2 separate regions of the Mus musculus genome follow, and region 1 is linked to region 2. Evidence: chromatin contacts called from public ChIA-PET data. All regions are on one chromosome and are shown on one strand. Each heading gives the region's core, a stretch centred on a gene start, on an enhancer-like site or on the middle of the called end of the contact. The rest is flanking DNA. Distances are from core to core; before and after follow the strand shown. Region 1 holds the start of Ubald1 (UBA-like domain containing 1). Region 2 overlaps Srl (sarcalumenin).

What was found. ChIA-PET counts read pairs in DNA pulled down with a chosen protein or histone mark.
Region 1: a contact with region 2 is called in an RNA polymerase II ChIA-PET map of memory CD8 T cells, with 15 read pairs. The contact joins the promoter of Ubald1 here to the enhancer-like site in region 2. A contact is called at or near these places in 1 of 39 promoter capture datasets (the HPC-7 cell line), 2 of 115 datasets of contacts at active chromatin or transcription factors (CD8 T cells and memory CD8 T cells) and 1 of 9 other capture datasets (pancreatic islet).

Annotation. Positions count from the first base shown.
Region 1 is chr16:4,878,158-4,881,110 of GRCm38.p6, forward strand. It overlaps Ubald1 (UBA-like domain containing 1), which reads right to left and starts at 1,694. Exons shown (of 3, transcript NM_145359.2): 1 at 1,460-1,694. The coding sequence starts at 1,579.
Region 2 is chr16:4,511,433-4,514,132 of GRCm38.p6, forward strand. All of the region lies in intron 1 of Srl (sarcalumenin), which reads right to left. Among named protein-coding and RNA genes, the nearest start is that of Srl, 10 kb to the right of the region's middle. Within about 2 kb of position 1,374, at least 116 of the 459 cell types and tissues checked have an H3K27ac peak or open chromatin away from gene starts, as enhancers often do. A contact at or near this core is called in CD8 T cells and memory CD8 T cells, where this site is marked.

The DNA of each region.
Region 1 (2,953 bases), core at 444-2,943, 370 kb after region 2:
CCAGCCTGCGCCACACTGAGAGAGGGGCCGAGTCTTCCACACGGCCCATTTCCCATGAGACACCTGCCTGCCTGCCCAGCCTGGGGCAAGGACCTGCAAGCAGAGCCACTGGGCTCCAGCAACTGCCATGAATGTGGTTTTACAAGTTTTACCACATCCAACCCAAGAGACAACAGGGCAGATTAAGACTGTTGCAGAGCTGAGCAGTAAGGCACTTCCCTGGGGTGGGGCTGCAGGGGGAGGGGACAGAAGGCAGAGCGTTCAGGCCTCAGAGGCTGACAAGCACTGCTACCTCCAGGGGTAAGCAAATCCAGGCTAAAGGAAGAAGCCTTCCCTCTCTTGCATAGGGACATTGGCCTGGAAGTCTAGCAGGGAGTAGATAAACAGATCGAAGGCTTGGTATCCAGAGCTGGAAGGGCTACAGTCTTCCCAGCCTGGGGAGGTTCTGATCCTGCACCAGGAAGTTAAGCCTTGGTCTCCACTTCCTGGCTTTTCCTACTGAAAATGGGATGGTTCCCACTGGGAAGCCAAGCTCTGGGGTCTCCAACTGGGCACAGAATACTAGACTGGCTCTGGTTGTGACTCACACATGTACCCACACAGCTACAAGCCAGAGAGTCTCATCTCGATACCCACAAGTGGTGAATGTGGGGTTTTGAGTTAGAGGAACAGAGGCATCTTAGTAACACAAAAGACTGGGCACATAATCCTACCGGTCAAGAGAAACCTGGGAGTAGATGAGAGCCAGACTGACCTTCCCATCTTCTGTCTAAAATGCCCTAAAATAAGTGAACCGTATACAGTACACCATCCCAAGATACAGGTTCCTTTGTCAGGCCCGAGGATACCCAGGTCTTCATAAGGATCCCGCCCCGGTGACACCTTTGGAGTGGGCTACACACATACAGACTCTCGTAATTTACTCTGAGGATCCAGCACACCACCCATACACTCCATGACGTATATGAACATACACCGCACCATACCCAGCACGATTACCATCAGCAAACCACCACCTATGTACACGCTGCACACACACACCAAACATGACACAAAGGTATCCTGTATCAGACACGCACTCGAGACGGGCTTTGAGTCCGCACACGCGCCCACATGCCCACAACCTTCGATGTGCCCTGCTGACGCCCAAGCGCGGTGCGTGCGTAAATACAAATCCACATGTACGTGTGCGCACTCCCGCAAACCGCCCACCCGGCACACCGACCCTGAGACCGCTCTCTCCAAGCGACTCCGCCTCCGGCACGGCCCTGGGCGTCTTCCAGGCGGCTGTCTCCTCCTCAGCCGTTACCGGGACCGGGGGGGGGGGGGTGTTGGGGGAGGGTATCCAGTCCTGATAGCGGGGTTTCCGGGGCTCTGGCCTGGCGGTCGGTGATGCCCGCAGCCGGCACCCCGGCACGTGTCCACACCGCCCGCGCCCGTCCCCGGTTCCCCTACGCACCTCGAACTGCCAGTGGGCCGCTTGTAGCAGTTGCTTCGCCTGATCGGCCGCACAGCCCGCCGTCAGCACGAACTGGTTGATCATGACCTGGTGTTTGAGCTCGTCCATGTTCACGGACATGGCGCCGCCGTGCAGCCCGCTCCGGCCTCCCTGCGCGCTAGCCTCACGCGTCCACCATTAGCGAGCCGGCCCCGGCTAATACAAATATTTACTGTGCGCTCTGACTCACCGCGCCTCGCTGCCCCGCGGCCGGCGAAGCATGCTGGGATGTGTAGTCCGCGACGCCCCCGCCGAACGGACCGGGAAGGAGCGTGGACGCCCTCTCCCGAGCGATCTCAGTGGGGCGCGCAGCCCGTGCCCCAGGCTGAGAGGCGAAGTTGCGAACCAGGGACCATTGCACAAGCTTGCCTTATCACTGGGCCCTGGAGGTCCTGTGTGCTGCTGTGCTTAGCATCACAATATTAATAGGCGCGCTCTTAGGGGACTCTCTGATAGCTTTGGTCCTACTCCACTGCCCTAGGCTGAAACACTCCTAAAATCCTGAGACTTAGAAAACGCTCGGTATCGCAGAGCATCTGCCTTTCAAGGCGCTGCTAGAAATCACCACCTCCTGGAAGCATTCCAGAGCTCGCAAGGCATCTTTGCCTAACTCTTGGCCAGTCGTGCAGGAAGAGCGTCTTAAAAAAAAAAAAAAAAAAAAAAAAAAAAAAAAAGACAGCCCCTGCTCCGGAGCCTTGGCGTCCCCTTTCTTTCAACTCCCACTTTCCCACGCAAAAGAAAAACTTCCAGCAGCCTGCTGGCAAAAGGACCGCGCGGAGCACGTACAGAAACGGCCACGACTGCCATTCCCACAATGCCCCGGTTTATTTGCATCTTTCTGTCCCAGTGACGTCACCTGAGTGAGGTCGCGACTGTACCAATGGGCCGTCACGGGGTGTTAGGACCTGGCCATATAAGGTAAACAAAGCTGGCCGCCCAATGAGGCGGCGGCGGGGGCGGGCGCATCACGTGGCGTGGGGGCGGGGTCGGGAGCTGGGTGCGTGATTTCGCAGGCGGTGTTTACAGCCCCGCACATGCCACTTCCGGCTGACGTCGCGGTTGGTAGAGTGGCCGGTCGGACGTGGAAGAGTCGCCCAGAAGCTGGGGGGAGGAGAGGGCTGGCGTTGTCTTCTCGGCTGAGAGACGTTGCCCGGGTTCTTTGCTCTCACTGGCCTCACCTTTGACCTGGCCCCCTGTAGAACCAGCCGGGAGGGGAGGCGTTAGGTCCGAAAGCTTCATTATAGCGACACTGCCCCGAGGAAGTAAGCGCAGGCCTCGGAAGCCAACTGCGGGCTCTTGAGACGTTTTGATACACCTGATCCTTTGTTCTCGCTAGGACCGCTGAGGCCGTAAAGGTGTGGGGCCCAGTTGATACCTAGGGAAATGGAGTTCTATCTTGCCCTTCACTCCTAGGGGCTCTCCGATCGGGTGGCTGGAGGAAGATGGGAAGGAGGT
Region 2 (2,700 bases), core at 124-2,623:
CCAGTCCCTACCCCTACCATCCTGGCATCACATGTTTGGAAGCCAAGTTTGAGCACCCCCTCCCAGCCACAGAGCCTGTCTGACAAATGTTCCCCTTTCACTGTTCTCTCTCTCTGGCTACTTATTTTTAGCCCCTGATTCCATCTACCTTATATGGTTCTCTGTTCATCTCATGAGTACGGACTAACCCCTCTCCTGGTTTGTAAGCTCTCTGAGGACAGAGAATCCCAAAGATATTAACAGCCCTAGTGGGAGTGAAATGCTGATAGAGTCCCTCAGTTGTTCTTGTCCCATGATATTTGAGGAAACTGGCAGCATATATCAAGTGACAGCACATATGCTCAACAGAGAAAACGTGCTGCCACTGTCACAGCCCTGTTAACATTAAAAGAACTTATTTTTCAAAAGGGTCTTGCTATGTAGCTTTGGCTGTCCTGGAATTAACTATGTAGAGCATGCTGGCCTCGAACCCATGGACATCATCCTGCCTCATGGGTGCTGGAACTAAAGGCATGCACCACCATGCCTGGCTCAAGGAATATTTGGTTATAAGAGCTGATGGACATTTTTTGGAGACAGGGTCTTGTACACCCTAATCTGGCCTCCAACTCACTACATATCCCAGGATATTGGGACGACCTTGAACTTCTTATCCTCCCAAGGGGCAGGATTATAGGCACCATGACCAGTTACGTGGTGCTAGGGAGGAAGCCCAGGCCTGCACATTGCATTAGACAAGCACTTTACCAGCTGAGCTATCCCCACCCTAGCTCCCTTATTCTTTTTTTTTTTTTTTTTTCCGGAGACAGGGTTTCCCCGTGTAGCCCTGGCTGTCCTGGAACTCACTCTGTAGACCAGGCTGGCCTTGAACTCAGAAATCTGCCTGCCTCTGCCTCCCAAGTGCTGGGATTAAAGGTGTGCGCCACCACTGCCCGGCCCTTATTCTTACTTTAATTACATAGCCTCCATGTTCTCAATAGGTCAAGTATTATTATCCCTAGTTAATAGGTAAAGAAATGGGTACAGAATGATCGAGGTGGTGCACGTCTATAATCCCAGCATTTAGGGGGTTAAGGAAGGAGGGCTATAAGTTCAAGGCCAGCTACAGCTACATAGAGATACTGTTAACAGAAAGGAAACAGAAAGAGGAGCCAAGAGTCTGACTTTGTCAGTCAAACTTTTACCTATTGCCATCTAGGGAAAATTCTATTGGAGACAACTGGGCAGTGAGGTTCTAACCCAATGGCCACTTGGAAGAGGACCAGGGGCTGCAGCTTGGCAGTGGTCCGCTGGAGGAGGGAAGGAAGGAGGGGACTCCCAAGGCCCAGGGCTCTCCCCTGGCTGGGTTCTGGGCTGAGCTCCCAGCACAGCCCACTTCCTGTAAGCACCAAACTGCAGGCCAGGCTTTGCCTGCACCTGTTTGAACTCAGAGTGCTGTCCCTGCTGTAGAAGGATCCAAAAATATCTGAGAGGGAGGAGAAGGGGGTGGGTCTAGTCAAAAGGAAAGCAGGCTAGGGAGACAAGTCTCTTAGCTTGGCCCTCAAGGCTCTTTCCAGCTGGCTCCCATCCATCAGGGTGGCCTTGTCTCCCCCTGAACATGAGCTGCCCCTTCTAGCCAGTATGGCTCTCATCCTGTTCCTGCCAGTGCAAAACTTTGAGCTTCCCCTTGACTGTAGATCACTCTGCTTACACAAATCATCTGCTCATTCATTAGACATTATTAAGTGCCTTCAGTGAGCCCCATTCCATGCTAAGTATTACTAATACAGTACAGTAGTCCCCTGGTCTTACAGGGGGTGTGTTTCAGGTTCCACGTGGAAGGAGGCCTGAAACCACATAGTGCTGGGTTCTATATAGGATGTGGGTTTTTTTCCTGTTCATACATACCTATGATAACCTCTTAACATTTTTATTTCTTTACGTATTTGTTGGTGAGAAGGATGTGCACATGCCATGGCACATGTGTGGAGGTCAGAAGGCAATTTGCCAGAGTGAGATCTCTCCTTCAACCACTGAGTTCTGAGGAAGAAACTCAGGTTATCAAGCTTAGCGGCAAATGACTTTCCCTGCTGAACCATCTCTCTGGCTCCACACAATTTTAATTTGCAAATTAAGCAGCCTTGGACGTGTAGCTCACTTGGTAAAGCGTGTGCTTGCATGAGCAGAGCCTTGGGTTTCATCCTCAGTGTCGCATTAAACCAGGTATGGTACCTCGCACTCATAATCCCAGCACTTGGGAGGTGGAGGCAGGAAGACCAGTTCAAGATCATCCTAGACTAGAGTTTTCCCAGGCTGAGCTACCTGAGACCCTGCCTCAAGAAGAGGGAGGTGGGATGGCAACCAGATGGAGCAGTAGGAAAGAATGTGCCCAAGCCTGGATAACCTGAGTTTGACTCCCAGAACTCTACATGGTAGAAGGGACCTGACTCCCACAAGTTGTCCTCTCTCCTCCACACATGCACCAAGGCATGTATATACATGTGTGCATATACACACAGAATAAGTAAATAAAAAAGGTGATAACATTTTAAATTAGGCACAGTGAGCTGAGGATGTAGCTCAGTGGCCGAGCACATGCCCAGATTGGATGAGAGCCTGGGTTCAGCCCCCAGGACTGTAGAGGGGTGGGGAAGGCAGGAGAGAGTGACAACAAAACTAATGACTGAAACAATCAGGACGTGAGTGGCAGTGCTTTCCATC